Regions from separate parts of the Mus musculus genome. Here all the other regions are linked to region 4. A link is a contact called in public promoter capture Hi-C data. All regions are on one chromosome and are shown on one strand. Each heading gives the region's core, a stretch centred on a gene start, on an enhancer-like site or on the middle of the called end of the contact. The rest is flanking DNA. Distances are from core to core; before and after follow the strand shown.

The links. Promoter capture Hi-C pulls out the DNA fragments that hold promoters and counts their contacts.
Region 1: a promoter capture Hi-C map of pre-B cells shows a contact between it and region 4, with 2.7 times the contacts expected there. The contact joins the promoter of Mon1a here to the promoter of Tex264 in region 4.
Region 2: a contact with region 4 is called in a promoter capture Hi-C map of pre-B cells, with 2.6 times the contacts expected there. The contact joins the promoter of Rbm5 here to the promoter of Tex264 in region 4. A contact is called at or near these places in 3 of 39 promoter capture datasets (hippocampal neurons, liver and pre-B cells) and 2 of 115 datasets of contacts at active chromatin or transcription factors (both in embryonic stem cells).
Region 3: a contact with region 4 is called in a promoter capture Hi-C map of liver, with 2.8 times the contacts expected there. The contact joins the promoter of Atp2c1 here to the promoter of Tex264 in region 4. A contact is called at or near these places in 3 of 39 promoter capture datasets (hippocampal neurons and liver).

Annotation. Positions count from the first base shown.
Region 1 is chr9:107,886,292-107,889,707 of GRCm38.p6, reverse strand. It overlaps Mon1a (MON1 homolog A, secretory traffciking associated), which reads right to left and starts at 1,579. Exons shown (of 6, transcript NM_028369.3): 1 at 1,306-1,579.
Region 2 is chr9:107,769,732-107,773,135 of GRCm38.p6, reverse strand. It overlaps Rbm5 (RNA binding motif protein 5), which reads left to right and starts at 2,134. Exons shown (of 25, transcript NM_148930.3): 1 at 2,134-2,251.
Region 3 is chr9:105,519,725-105,523,316 of GRCm38.p6, reverse strand. It overlaps Atp2c1 (ATPase, Ca++-sequestering), which reads left to right and starts at 2,060. Exons shown (of 27, transcript NM_001253831.1): 1 at 2,060-2,277. The coding sequence starts at 2,170.
Region 4 is chr9:106,684,402-106,687,916 of GRCm38.p6, reverse strand. It overlaps Tex264 (testis expressed gene 264), which reads left to right and starts at 1,965. Exons shown (of 6, transcript NM_001081654.2): 1 at 1,965-2,082; 2 at 2,922-2,988.

The DNA of each region.
Region 1 (3,416 bases), core at 330-2,829, 1.2 Mb before region 4:
TAGCTATCTCTCCCAAATTTATCTACCTCCTAGGTCTGCACAATGCCCTCTCTGTGGCTTTGTACTTCTGCCTTCAAACTCCAAACAAGTTCTACACCAGCTATGCCGTCCTGACAACATGCTCCTTCAGGACACTTTTTGTGCTTCTGAGGGTTAAATAAATCCAGTGTTCCTGAGTGTCCCCAGCATAGGACCTGCACAGGGAACGGAGCAGGGCCAGCTGTCTAGAGCTAGCCGGTGCTTTTTTTTTTTTTTTTTTCCACAAAAGTTCTCCTTCTATGTGAGATCATATAGCATTTTTATCCTCTCCAAGGTCAGTCTGGGGTTCCAACCAGAAGGCCTGGTGAAGCGAACCGTTTTCTGGATACCCACACACTCAGGCAAGAAGGCTGAGTGGAGCAGATAAAGCCCACCTCCCACCTCCAATAGACTTTGATTTCTGCAGCAAGTGCTCCTGGAAAAGCTGGTCCTGAGCCGTTATGCAAGGGAGGTGTCTGAGAACAGCTCCAGTGGTCTCTACAGGAACACTTTTTAGGCAGTTCCTCTAAGTGCTCCCAGGGCATGCAACTTTTCCTAGAAGCCTCTAGCAGAGCCTATGAACAAAATCACCAAGAACAAAAACAAACAAACAAACAAAAAGCTGATGCTGTCCCTCCTTCCAATGCGCCTCCCTCCTTCAGATTGCTCCTGAGAGAGGAGGGTCTTGCAAAAGCCCCTCCTTACTAGCTTCAAACAACCTTGATCTTTTTTCCTGTTCTAACAGCGCTTCAAATTTGATCTTGACCCCTTTGGTCCACTTGGGAGGACGACTCAGAAAGTCTGACAGTCAGGGCTCAATTGGGACTGTGATGTGGCTGCTTCAGCAGGATGCCTCCAGGATCTACAATGAGCCTAGTTCCTTGTCACCTCTAGAGGCCACTCCCCTTCCTGACAAAGGCTGCTCACAGTTCCCAAGCAAACTCTACCTAGAAAGGGTTGGCTCACCCTTTCAGACCTGCCTGCCTCGCTCCACCATCCTCCTTTTAAAGAGAACTCTGTGGGCCGAATATGTCCGAATTGGGGGTTGGTGTCTGCTGCCTATGGGACATTGCTCTCCCGGCCAAAGGATGAGTTCTCGCCTCATCTTTCTTAGTGCCTAGCTGGGACCAGCCGGCTAAAGGACCCCAAAGAGCCGCAGTACCCCTATCGGGGCAGTAGATGGCCGGGACACCCCCCCCCCCTAGTTTTCAAGCCCCTCCCTCTAAAGATGACAGCTTGCCCGCCTCTCGCCGCCCCCAGGCCACGTGGGTTAGCAGTCGAACTCACCTGTTTCTTGGGGAAACACAGGACCTACCGAGGGTACCAGTCACTGCCCTCTGCCAGACCCCTGGGGAGATATAAGTGTCCAGCAGTGCCTGGCCTCAGAGTGCAACTTCGCGGGGCTACCGCCCCTGGAGGATACAGACATGGCCACAGCGGAGGAACCGATCTCTCCTGCCGACCCTTAACCGGCCACCGGCGCAGGAAGACAGCTTTCACCGGCCTCTGGTGGCGGAGGCCCGGTTCCAGCCTCTTGGCCAGCCCCAGCCCGCCCCTGTGTGCATTGTGGGAAATGTAGTCCGTAACTCTCCGCAGCCTTAAAGCTGCGGGAGCGGTTCCGGGCTCCCGAGCCTGGCGATGCCAGAGGCGGGGTCTGACCTAGGACCCGGGTTGCCTCACCTGGCACCGCCTTCTTCCGTGTCTTAGAGGCGGGTCCTCTACCCTTCCCCCCAAACACCCACTAGATGTTTACTTTAAGGGACCAGAACGAACGTCAGTATTTCCCCACCGATCATGGAAAGATGATAAGTTTAGGGAGCTGGATAAATGCCACTAGTGAGCACAACCACATAGACTGTACAAGACGCGGACGTGTTGAAAAGACTCAAAAATTGTTGCTTAAAAAGACCTTAAGTCTGGTCACAGTATATTATTTTAAGGCAATAGAAAGCACAATTCTCAACAATTCACATAAACTGACCCGGGGAGCTTTTAAAAAAACATTAATGCCTGGACACTATCCTATAGATTTTTACTTAATGGGATGAATGTGAGGTACGAGGCATCGGAGTTGTTTGAAAAAGCTCCTGGGTGATTTCTAAGGGCAAGGAACCACTGCTTATAATTTCCTAGACACAAAGTAATAAAAACAGGAAAACAAGTTTTCCCAGCAGCCCTTATTTCTGGTGAATAGTTTGAAGAAGCAAAATTAGGGAATGGCTAGTATTACTTATATTTTATCTGAAGCAATTTGCTTACTTTTCAAGCTTCATGGTTAGTCATCCCAATAGTTCTGAGATAAAGGACAAAGTCAAAAACCTCTGACTTTTCCTTGCAGTTTGACAGGCTCCCTAAGGAGGTCGGAGAAGTTGGGGATCTCTCTCTTCTCTCTCTTCTCTTCTCTCTCTCTCTCTCTCTCTCTCTCTCTCTCTCTCTCTCTCTCCCTCCCTCCCTCCCTCTCTCCCATGCGAATTTGAAATCTGGCTCCATAATACTGGCATATGTGTGCTCTCTCTCTCTCTTTCTCTCTCTCTCTCCCTCCCTCCCTCTCTCCCATGCAAATTTGAAATCTGGCTCCATAATACTGGCATATGTGTGACTGACATGATGACAACCTGTGACCTTTTCCTGGAGATAGTTTCCACAGGGTTACCAGACCCTTAAATGCTGGGTAAGGGAAGCGTCCCATGTGAGAGGGAGTTCGTTCCTTTGCAGTGGAGACTGAGAAGGGGAGTGGAACTTCTCCAAGTCTCCATAGGTCTTTCAGGATTTCCTCTCTTTGCTTGCTCTGGCTTCCAGGTTCCTACCTTGAAGCAAATATAATTTATACAAGTTTTCCCTATATACTTCATTTCATATTATTTCACTATACGAGTCTAAAGTAAGAATTTTTGAGCAGGGCGGTGATGGCTCACCCCTTTAATCCCAGCACTTGGGAGGCAGAGGCAGGCAGATTTCTGAGTTCGAGGTCTTCTTTTGTGTGCATATGTATGTTCTGTGTTCATGTATGTGCAAATATGTATGGGAATATGTGCAGGGGTGTGTGTGCACATCTTACGTTGGGTGTTGTTCTAATCAGCTTCAGTTCTCAACTTGACACAGTGTCTGTGGGGAATTGTTTCAGTTGTTAATTGATGCAGGAGTGCCCAGCTCATTGCAATTAGTGTTATTCCCTGGGCAGGTGGTCCTGGGCTACTCAGCTTGAGTGAGCCAGCAAGCAACATGGGTTCCTTCCTGGTTTCTGCTTCAAAAGTTCCTGTGCTGAGTTTCCTTAAGGATCAACTGTGGCCTGTGAGCTGAAATCAGTCCTCTCCTCCCCTCAGTTGCCTTTGGTCAGAATGTTCTAGCACAGCAGCAGAAGGAAACTAAAACTTCCTTGACATTGTCCCACTTTTAGG
Region 2 (3,404 bases), core at 885-3,384, 1.1 Mb before region 4:
TAGGTTCACTAATTAAAGACTCAGAAGCTCTTTGACCACCTCAAGGCTATAGGGAAAACAAAGTCCTACAATTGCCTCAAAGCAAAGATGTCTTTCACTTTTTTTCTATAGCAGTAGTTCCAATACTGGGACAAAACATTTAATCGTTTATTTTTTTGCCACATAATCAGAGAGGTGATTGGTTGGGTTGGTTTTAAAAGACTCATGAAAGTGATTATGTCACTGGGTTAGGTTGGTTTTTTCGAGACAGGGTTTCTCTGTGTAGCCCTGGCTGTCCTGGAACTCACTTTGTAGACCAGGCTGGCCTCAAACTCAGAAATCCGCCTGCCTCTGCCTCCCAAGTGCTGGGATTAAAGGCGTGCGCCACTGCGCCCGGCTTACTATTTTTATTTGTCTCTGCGTGTAGTTTAGGTGCATTTAGGGCCAGAAGACGGCATGGGATCCCTGGAGGTGGTATTATATAGGCTTGTGTGCTACCTGATACGAGTGCTGGGAACCAAATTTGGATTCCCTGATAGAGCAGCAAGCACTCCATCTCCAGCTTTTAAGTTTTTAAAATGAAAGACTTAAGATTATTTTATTAAAACTTTGTTCAATAATATATTTGCTTTTTTGTGTTGCTTAAATTAGAACAATTTCCATTGTCTTTGGTACATCGACTACCAGATAGCCTAGGATATATAGTCCATCTACTCACAAAAACAATTCTACTCAACAGACAGACACAATTGAGAGGATGCCATTCATCCCTGGATGGAATCTGTCTAGGGATAGGGGAGTAGCTTTTGAGTTTAAAATTGAATTGGCAGCATGGTGGCTCACCTTTAATCCCAGCAACCAGTGAGTGAGTTCTTTATATCACCCTGGCTTTCCTGGAACTCACCTTTTTAGACCAGGCTGGCCTTGAACTCAGAGATCCAATTACCTCTGGGATTATAGGCATGGATCACCACACCCTGCTATAAGTGGTTTCTATGATCTGCAGACAAATGTATATTTTCTGCGGTTAAGTGTGTTATATATACTCAACCATAATTGGGCATATCTTAACATTTACATAATTGTATACTGAGAATACATAGATACAAAAGAAAGATGTTGAGTATGTGTTCCTTCAGCTGTGTTATCAGGCATTTCTAGCCAGTTTCAGTCACCCTAATTCCTGCACACCGTTATTCTTATCAGACTTGTAATCCCAGAAGGAGGTGAAAACTGGAGGGTCAGAAACAGTCCCACACTAAGGAGATGGATCTTGGTCAGTCTACATTGTGAATTCCAGGCTAACCAGAACTATAGAGACCCTTTCTAAAGAAAACAAAAGGGAGGGAAGGGAAGAAAAATTAAAAAAAAAAATGAGGGAAATCTGCTCCCTAATAACTACATATGCAGAGGACAAGTTATGGCAACTGGATGACAATATCTCCACAAAAAGCAGAGAGAGGGGGGGGGGGAACCTCTAGGGTTTTGTCTGTTTTGTTGGATTTTTTTTTTTAATGTGTAGTTGGGTGATGATTTGGTTTGAATTTGGGCTGCTTTGCATTTACTTATTGTTGGTGTATTTGAACACACATCCATGTTTGCCACATCAGAAGACTACTCTCATGCGTGGTTCTCTTTCCATCCTGTGAATTGCAGGGATGGAACTCAGGGTTTTAGGCTTGGCAGTAAGCCTTACCTGATGAGGCTATCTCACAGGCTTGGTTTTATTGTTGTTTTGTTTGCTTGTGGCAGGGTCTTACAACAAAATATCCCTATTGTTCTGGAGTTCATATTCTAGTGCTGGCATGGCTTCTGAAAACAAGCTAGTTCAGTTTCCAGTTTACCGAATTATTAGCTCTGTATGTTTGTAAAACGACTAGGGAAGTAATCCGTAGTATGCCTTCTCTACGAACTGGATTATACGTTTTACAGTGTGTCAAGCGCTGGTAAAGTTCACATCCGGGTTCTCAGAAGCTGAATGGCAGCTTTGTCATGGAGCAGATGAAATACGCAAAAAAATTAACGCAGGGTATAGTGACAGGCTGCCTGGGCGACCACACTTCCCGGCAGCCCTCGCGCAGACCGGCACCCTCGCTGATTGGACGCCTCTGGAGAGGCGGGTAGGATGGGAGGTGGGGGAAGGTCGACGCGCGAGGGACTGTGGGTAGGAGAAGACGGTCGGTGGAGACGCCATTTTGTGGAGCGGCCGAACCTTGTAGGAGGTTCTGGGGCGCAGAGCCGCTACTGCTCCTGCTTTGTTCCCTCTGTGGGGGTGAGTGCGGCTGCCGTCCATTACACCCCAGTGATTTTGCAATTGGTGCTGTCCCTTAAGTCTGCCTGTCAGCCGCCAGAGGTGACCGCTCAGCCGAGTCTTTGAAGAGACTAAACTAAGCAAGCGCTTGAGGGCCGCGCCCCTCCTCGCCTCTGGCTCTGCTGGCTTTCATAGGTTGCCCCCTAGCCCGGTCCTCGACCCGCCTCTTTGGAGTTGTTTGTCTCTTGCTGGGACGTTGTCCCGAATCCCCTGTCGTGCGGAGCTGTGGAGCGCCTGGCAGTCTCTTAAGCCATCATCGCCCTGAGTCTCCAACTGAATCTCGCTGTGCGAAAGGTGGTTGGGAATGGGTGTGGGGAGGGATGGATGGAAGATAAGAAAGATGGACTGAATGCCGGATTCAGTTGCGCCGCCATCTCGGCTGCGATACCCCGCGGAGGTGGGCATGGGCAACCTCCCTGGGAGGTGGGTGCGGGCATCTCGGGCGAAAACAAGGGACAGCCGTAGCCGTTCGACCCCGGAACTTGACCCACTAGATGTCTCTTATTTTTTAAGTCAACGAATGTTTGTTAAGTGCTTGCTTTAAAAGACCAGATTCTAGAAATGGCAGTAACTATAGTTTCTGGGACATCACAGGCATCATAGCTGTGTGATGTTTTATTACGGCCAATCGGCCGGGGAAAGGCTGTGGGTCACTCGGTGGCCTGTTGTCGATCAGGGCTGGTCCAAGACATAGGTGTTATTGATACACAGATATTAAGCCGAGTCAAGGTTTGGTCTTGTCTTACTGAAATAAATTGAGATCAGGCGATGTGTTATATATGTAAATTTCAATCAGATCAGCATTCCAGCTTCTAAGTTTTTGTCAGAAAAATTTGAGATCGTGTTACAATTTTAGTGTTGAATTTTATATTAACGAAGACAGTTGGATGAATGCTTTAATCATTGTCCATCTCAATAAATAGCGTTGCTTTGGTTATGAAAATCAGGAGCTTTTTGCTTTGTAATTGTAGTGGGAGTGTCCAAGGTGTCTAAAGCCTTCACCCTTCTTGAGTTTCTTATTGAATATATGATCTTAATATGTTAAAGTGACCTTCATCTTCCTGCTTCTTAACACAATTATGACTTAGTGTTGACAGCCTCCTTTTCCTTCCTC
Region 3 (3,592 bases), core at 811-3,310, 1.2 Mb after region 4:
TGCCTCCAGGCCCTGATGAGTCTGGAAAATCACCTTGCTCATGGGCCCCGTGCCAGCCTGACAGATGGTCTCCCTGGGTGGCATACGCTGCTTCAGGCTATCAGGTATGTTCCCTGAAGGCAAGTGCCCCACCCAGGAGTGCTAGGTCCTGTCACAAGTCTATGACAGGAGCTTTGCCTACTCCTATTTCCTCTCAACCTCTTCTCTCACTGGAGGGGAGAGAGACTAGCTTTTCTCCTTGAAGCACACCTCTGAGCTACATGGTTTGTCCACCTTAGTTCCCACACAATGGTCCCTTGCTGAAATGGTGTGAGCTACTGAAAGGCTTAAAAGGCCAGGAAAGAACAAAGGCGGGAGGCTGGGGGATGGCTCAGTGGGTGAGAGCATTTGCTGTACCAGAAGAGGGATCAGAATTTGAATCCCTAGCACCTGCATGCGGAGGAGCCTGGCATGGCTGCTTGTTCCTGTAACTACAGCCCTGTGGTGAGCAGATTCAAGAAGATGGCTGGGACTTGCTGGCTTGCCCAGTTAGCTCCAGGTTCACTGAGAGGAGCCATCTCAAGGGAATAAGGCAGAAAGCCTTAGAGCAGGACATTAGTCCTCTAGCCTTATGGGACAGCATGGGTATGTACACTAGTATAAATATGCATGTGTGTGTGTGTGTGTGTGTGTGTGTATGTGTGCACGCGCACATGCACACATACACACACACATACATGCACACACAGTTGGGGTGGAGTGGGGGTAGAAGTGTGGCTCAGGACTTAGACGACAAACCCTGTGACCTCTATAGATCCCAAAGAAAATGAACTTTCAAATGTATAATTTCATATCCTTTAACACAACAGATCTCTTGTTGTGTTCTTCTTTACCCCCCTGCCCCCACCACCCCTTTTTCCTCTTTTGAAGGCATGAATCCTTTTTATAGTAGTTAGAAGTGTGCTTGTAACAGTTCCTCTCACAGATACTCAGGAGAAAGCCTCGGGGAAATTTAATGGTTCTGAGTTCAGCCTGTGGCTTTGCGATAAGGATTCAAGGCAAGAAGCCTTTTAACTCAGAAAAGAATCTGTTTGCAGCCATTGCCCAATAAATGCAAAGTGTCTGGTTACTGGCACGTAGCACAATGCACCACAGAACTCAATGAATGTCCACAGAGCTGGCCAACCCCATAATGTCCATGAAGGGGTGGTGTCTGTGTGTGAGTGTGTGTGTGTGTGTGTGTGATTTGCTTAGTTTTCAAACAGTGCTAGTCTTCTAACAGGGTCCACAGAATCAATACACTCATGGGAACTTGCAGAGACCAGGAAGCCTGCAGGGGTCTGCCCCAAGTCCTCTGCATGTATGTTATGGCTGAGTAGCTCCGGGTTCATGTGGAAATGCTAACATTGAGAGCTGGGTCTGTCCCAGACTCTTTTGCCTATGTGTGGGACCCTTTTCCTCCTCCTGGGGAGTGGGGAGGAGGAATGTGTGGGTGGAGGAGCTGGGAGGAGAGGAGAAACTGTGGTCAGGATGTAACATATGAGAGATGAATAAAAATAATAAAATAAGAACTCTAAAACAGCGTTTCTCAAGGCTGAAATGAATTGACACTTTTGAGCGGAGGCTCAGTTGAAGGTTGTTAGTGTGTGTTGGTAATGACAAGAAAGCTCAAAGGAAACTGGGAAAACCTCATGTCATGCCCTCTTAGAAAGAAAGAAAGAAAGAAAGAAAGAAAGAAAGAAAGAAAGAAAGAAAGAAAGAAAGAAAGAAAGAATCACCAGAAATACTGTCGGAAGAATTAAAATTAAACCTCACGAGAGTCCGTGGGTATGGAAAGTCACCCGCTAGCTAATATTAACATCGCTTGCAACAGAGCCTTGCTGCTCAAAATAGGACAGTCAGTCATATCGCTATCGCTGGGCTGTTTACATTCTTCGGGCCAGCCCTGAACTTCTTCCTGCCTCTGGCTCCTGGGCATTGCAGTTCTGGAGGTTTCTAGATGACCCGCCTCCCTCAGCTGTCTCTAGGAACTTCCACTCAAAGGGGGAGCTATAAGATTGACACCTGCTCGGTTTGCAGCAAAGTGGTGGCACTTCAAAGGAGCGGCTAGGCAGCAGAGACTAAGTGTCTAGGTCGCATTTGGTCGCTGTCAGGGAGGGGCAGACAAGGACCCTCGGGTTTCCCCTCAGTATGGAGAACTTATTGCCTCCGTCCGGATTTTCTTACTTGAAAAAGTATCCTCTCCACTCTATTCGGAAATATTTATCAACGCTGAGAAGCCAAAGGGCCGAAGAGCAGGTACTATTTTGTTTGTGCTAACTTTAAAAATAACTGGTGCTTATTTCTGGGTGTGGCCTGTCGAAGCTTGGGGAATGTTTCTCTGCTGGCTTACTGGTGTTCATAGGCAGAGGTCAGATCCAGCCTGTAGTTACTCGAGCTTGGCAGTCAGAGGAGCCTGCCGCTTGTGAGGGGTTACTTGGCTGTGGAACGTTTGGGTCCTGAGATAAATTATGCAAATGTTCTGGGTGTGTGTGTTTGACACTTATTTTGCTTTCTTCCGTTATCTAGATGAACCTACCATACTACGGAGGTGACTCTTTGATACTTTGATCATTTTTTCAGTGTTTCGAAGACAAATTCTGAAACCGTTCGTAGCTCAATAGATGAAGCAGTATACCCTAGAAACACACTTATTTTCTTGCATGTTTCTGTGATTATTTTAATGTCACTAGGATTTGCAAAATGAAGGTTATCTGTGTGGCTATAATCAGATCATTAGTGGGCTGATAAGATCATTTGGATATAATAGGTGATTCTTATATGTGGTGCATAGGGGACAGAGCACAATAATTATTAATCCTTTTAGCCAATTGAAAGCTACAGTTTCCAACAGGAAGTTCTAGCATGTGGGTATAGACGCATCTTAATAAGCCTGTTTAAAATGTCTGGTTATTTCATTTAAAAACATGTGTGTTCATTACATTGATTACATTATACATTGATATCTAAAAACTGCTTTCGTAATTGCACTGGATTAGAGAGAGAACAATGTGTGGCCCATTTAAATCCAGGAGCTCATTTAGAAGCTTGGCAACGGACTAGAAATATGAAAGACAGGTCTGTCACCACATAGAAGATGACCAGCCACAAGCGCTCTGCCCTGTGCTCTCTCTAGAACGGCAGAGCCAGGCGACAGATATTGCCAGTGTCCTGTTCTTTTTTCCTCCGTGGTAGAAAATGACCCAGTTAGTAAGAGGCTTCCCAGAAATGGAAGCAGAGGGCAGCAGAAGGAAACCCTTTGGTGACCCCTTTTCCCCAAAGCTCATGCCTCATTTGAAAAAAAAAAAAAAAAACAAAAACCAAAAAACAAAATACCTGACAGATCATTAGGATTATCAAGGAAACTGCATCTTAAAATCTTAAATGATTTTGACTAGTGCTAGAGACTCAGGCTCTCTGCATTAAGGGAGCTAGGTTGCCCCATTTACCTCTCGCTCAGTTTCAGGGTAACACTCGGTGAGAAACATTTCTGTCTCCTCTCGGCATGCCTTGGTTTTGAAGTAGAAAATGGGAGAACCACATGGTGGTGCCCAGAGTCTTTGTTTACCCCAGG
Region 4 (3,515 bases), core at 716-3,215:
CTAAGAGGGTTGAGTACCTTGTCCTGCTCTTGGTAGAACAATGAAGCTGACTTTGAGTTGTTGAAGCCCGTTAAGTCCTCAGCTGTGGGGCAGCCCATTCAAGGCTGGATGGCTGGATTAAACCAGTTTCAGTCATACGGACTGTGGGGATGGGAGTTGTGGGAGCACTTTACACCGAGTGGATATTCTCGGGCAGAGTTGGGGGTGGGGCTCTAACAGGGTTTGGAATGGGAGGAGGGGAGGAAATGGACAGTTCCCTCTAACCCCGCAAGTTTAAGAGGAGCCGCCCCGGGGACATACCCTCTGGCAGTCTACACAGAACTAAAGCACCTCAGTTGGTGATTACTGGGAAAGAGGAAGGTTAAGTCTGGGCTTACACTAAGTGGGGTCTGTGCTATTGAGAGAGGTCTGGGAATGTAAGGTGAGCCGGTCTCAGACCTGGTAGGAGTGTACAAAGGGCCTTGCCAAGGAGTCTGTTGCCCCCTGGTGGTCACTTGATAGCCGGCATTGTTGGAAGCACTGGGAGATGAAGTCTGGTGGGCTGATTCCCAGTTGCAGGCTCTCCTACAATAGAGTGCTGACATTCCTCAGGCATACCTGCAACTCTGATACTGAGTTCTAGAGTTCCCACCCAGGCTAAGGGAAGTGAGCCAAGACAGCAGGATGAAGAAAGAGTGTCTCCTGACAGTCATTTCCTGACACAGGCTAATGAGTTTCAGAGAGACAGAATTAACATGTGCTCTGAACCTGGGCCATGTGCCCTTCGTGTCTCAAGAACCCTATCTAGTGTACAGCCCACCTGCCCGAAGCAGCCAATCATTACCATGTTTGATGTTCACGGTAAAATAGCTATAATGACTTTCCTGCCCTCTCTACTTTGAAGACTTTTGAGTAGCTAGCTGCTTTTTCTTACCAGCCTGTCTACAGCATTGGGACATTTGTCTTGTGGATGACATTCAAGATCACATGTTACCCCATGGCTGCTGGCTTTTTCCAAAGTCATCTTATATGCTCTTTGGGTGATCAACTTTCCATAAAGCAATCTTGTCAGAAGTACTAATATAGTCCTTGGCCCAGCCTGTCTGGCATCAAGATTTATAAACAGCCAAGTTTACAAGCATAGTGGCCTTCCTCACTTCCAGCATAGATCTGGGCGTCTCAGGAGGTGCCCTCAGTACAGTGCTTTGAGATTCATAGGTCATCAGATCCTAGCTCAAGATTGAACCTGTATTGAAGGAGCTTACCCTTGACTTGGGAGTTACCTAAGTTATATTAACTTAGTAGAAACTCCCAGCAACCACAGCCAGGGCTGTGAAGTAGAAGCTTTGAAAAGAGGTGTTCCCTGGAGTGAACTTCCGGAGGCCAAGGCTTTCATTTGGTTCACTCAGTGTTTCCATAATAAAGGTTGGATGGAGGGATGGTCGTCCCTATGCTCAGAGAATCCCTGATGGGTGGCTGAGTGAAGACACTTAAATTTGCATTCTCCAGAGATTGTTCAGAGCATCTTTTGTTTATCCATAGCTTCCTCAGCTGTTAAGACCTGAGCAAGCGGCCAGACTTGAGAAGGTTCTGAGGGAAGGTGGCGAGAGTAAGACTGGTTCAGTTAGTAAGAGGCCGACATTGCTGTGCGGATCCTCTCTAAAATGCACAAACACTATTCAGTCCCGCTTTGGCTTCCTGGGCTTCTGGAGCAGGCAAACAGGCTGACTTTCCCGGTGCTTGGAGCCCGCCTTCACCCCTGCGCCTTCCCTTCCCTCCCTGTCGGCCAGGATACCTTGGGGTATTGGTTGGTTGTTGCTTGATCACCTTCAGGAGTTCCCCTTCATTGGAAGCAGGAATGTGTGTTGTGGGCCCAACCCAGCTGGGGGGGGGGGAGGCGGCGGGGGAGGCGTGCATGTTACCAAGGAGACGGGGCGGGGCAGGCCTCCGCCCTCCAAATCTGGAGCGCACGCGCCCACAGCCACGGTCACGTCCCGCCGCGAAAGGGGCGGAGCGAGCGCGAGGGGCAAGCGCACACAGGCTCCACGACTGAGCCCCTATCTTCCTCCGGCGCCCGTCCGCGTCCGTGGGGCCGCCGCTGAGGTGAGGGCGGGGCCAGAGGCGAGGCGTTCCCGACGGGGTGTCTGCCGGGGCTCCCCCTCATCCCCTCCCGCCTGCTCCCCGCGGCCTGAGCCGCCCTCTGCCCCGCGTCTGACTCACTGCTGGCCCAGCCTGCTTCCCGGGCCTGAAAGCGACGGGGAGGCGGTCCTGACCTCTCGGCGCGGATCCTGCCTCGGTGCTGGGTGCGGGAACGTCCGGGGTCCGTGGGACTAGAGGGGAACGGGCGGGGCCCTCACCTTTCAGCAGCGCTGCCTGTGGCCGCGCGTCGCGTCGCCGCTCCAAACTTTAGCGTGTCTGAAGTTGCAGAGGTGCAGGAGGCCGTGAAGCGAGCCGGGGCGGCAGGAAGCCGACAGCACGAAGCGGCGACCCCAAGGCCCCCCGGCTGCTAGCACCCAAGTTCGCCGGCGCAGGTCCCTTTAAGGGCCCGGCCCTCCGCAGAGCGCACGTGAGCGGCCTCCGGAAGCCTGCGCCTAGTCCCTACTCCGACGCTTGCGGGCCAAGGAAGTCATCTCTACCCTGCACCTCTGACATTAGTGGAAACTGAGGCCCAAGAGAGGGCACACGCTGCCCAAGGTCAGCAGCAGGGGTTGCGTTGGCGCCAAGTGTGGTAGTCGGGCCCAGTGAAGATCATAGGCATGACGTTGTGAAGCTGGACTTGGCCTGACTCCCCCCCCCCCCCCGCGCGATCTGAGGGTGGGGTTGGCGCGTTTGTAGACGGGTCCCCGTTCTGTGGGCTTTCCCTGGAACAGGGTTACTCAGGGCCTGCTTTGCTCACTGCCTGTGTCTAGGGCTGGGATGACTGTTCCTTTCTGCCCCCCTAGCGCCGGAGTACTGGAGCCCTGCTGGACTGGATGCTATGAGTTGCTAAAAGTGAGCCTGACTTTTTCGGTGAGCCTTCCCATCCCCTGTCCTCGCCTTTCTCTATTGGGTGTGGGGAAATTTGCCTTACTTCTTCCTTGGCTGACCAAAGCTCTGGGGATGGGCAGAAACATAGCCCCCTTTTTCTGAACAGTTTGCGAAGTGGAAGGAAGAGACAGGTTGGGAGCTAAGTTCCCTTAAACAGAAGTGTGTGGCAGTGCTTGTCACTCCCAAGACAGGCTATGGCCTAGATATTGAGAGCTTCTAGCCTTGAGATAAGCGAGGGCCAAAAGATGAAGTGCCTTTTTGGAAACCAGAGGAGGGAAAAACTGTCAGTGAACGGCGGTTAGACTGTTGGGTTCCCATGGCCTGTGTTTTGGTCCAGGTGGCTCAGTGTAATACCTATGTGACCTTGGGCAAGCATCTTGACCTCCAACCACTTATTTCCTGATGTGTACCTACCTTCTTAGATTCTCCTTGAGGATTAGTGAAATAGCTGAGTTTCAGGGTTCAGACAGTGCCTAGCCTATATCAAGAATGAGTGGAAGATTTGGTAT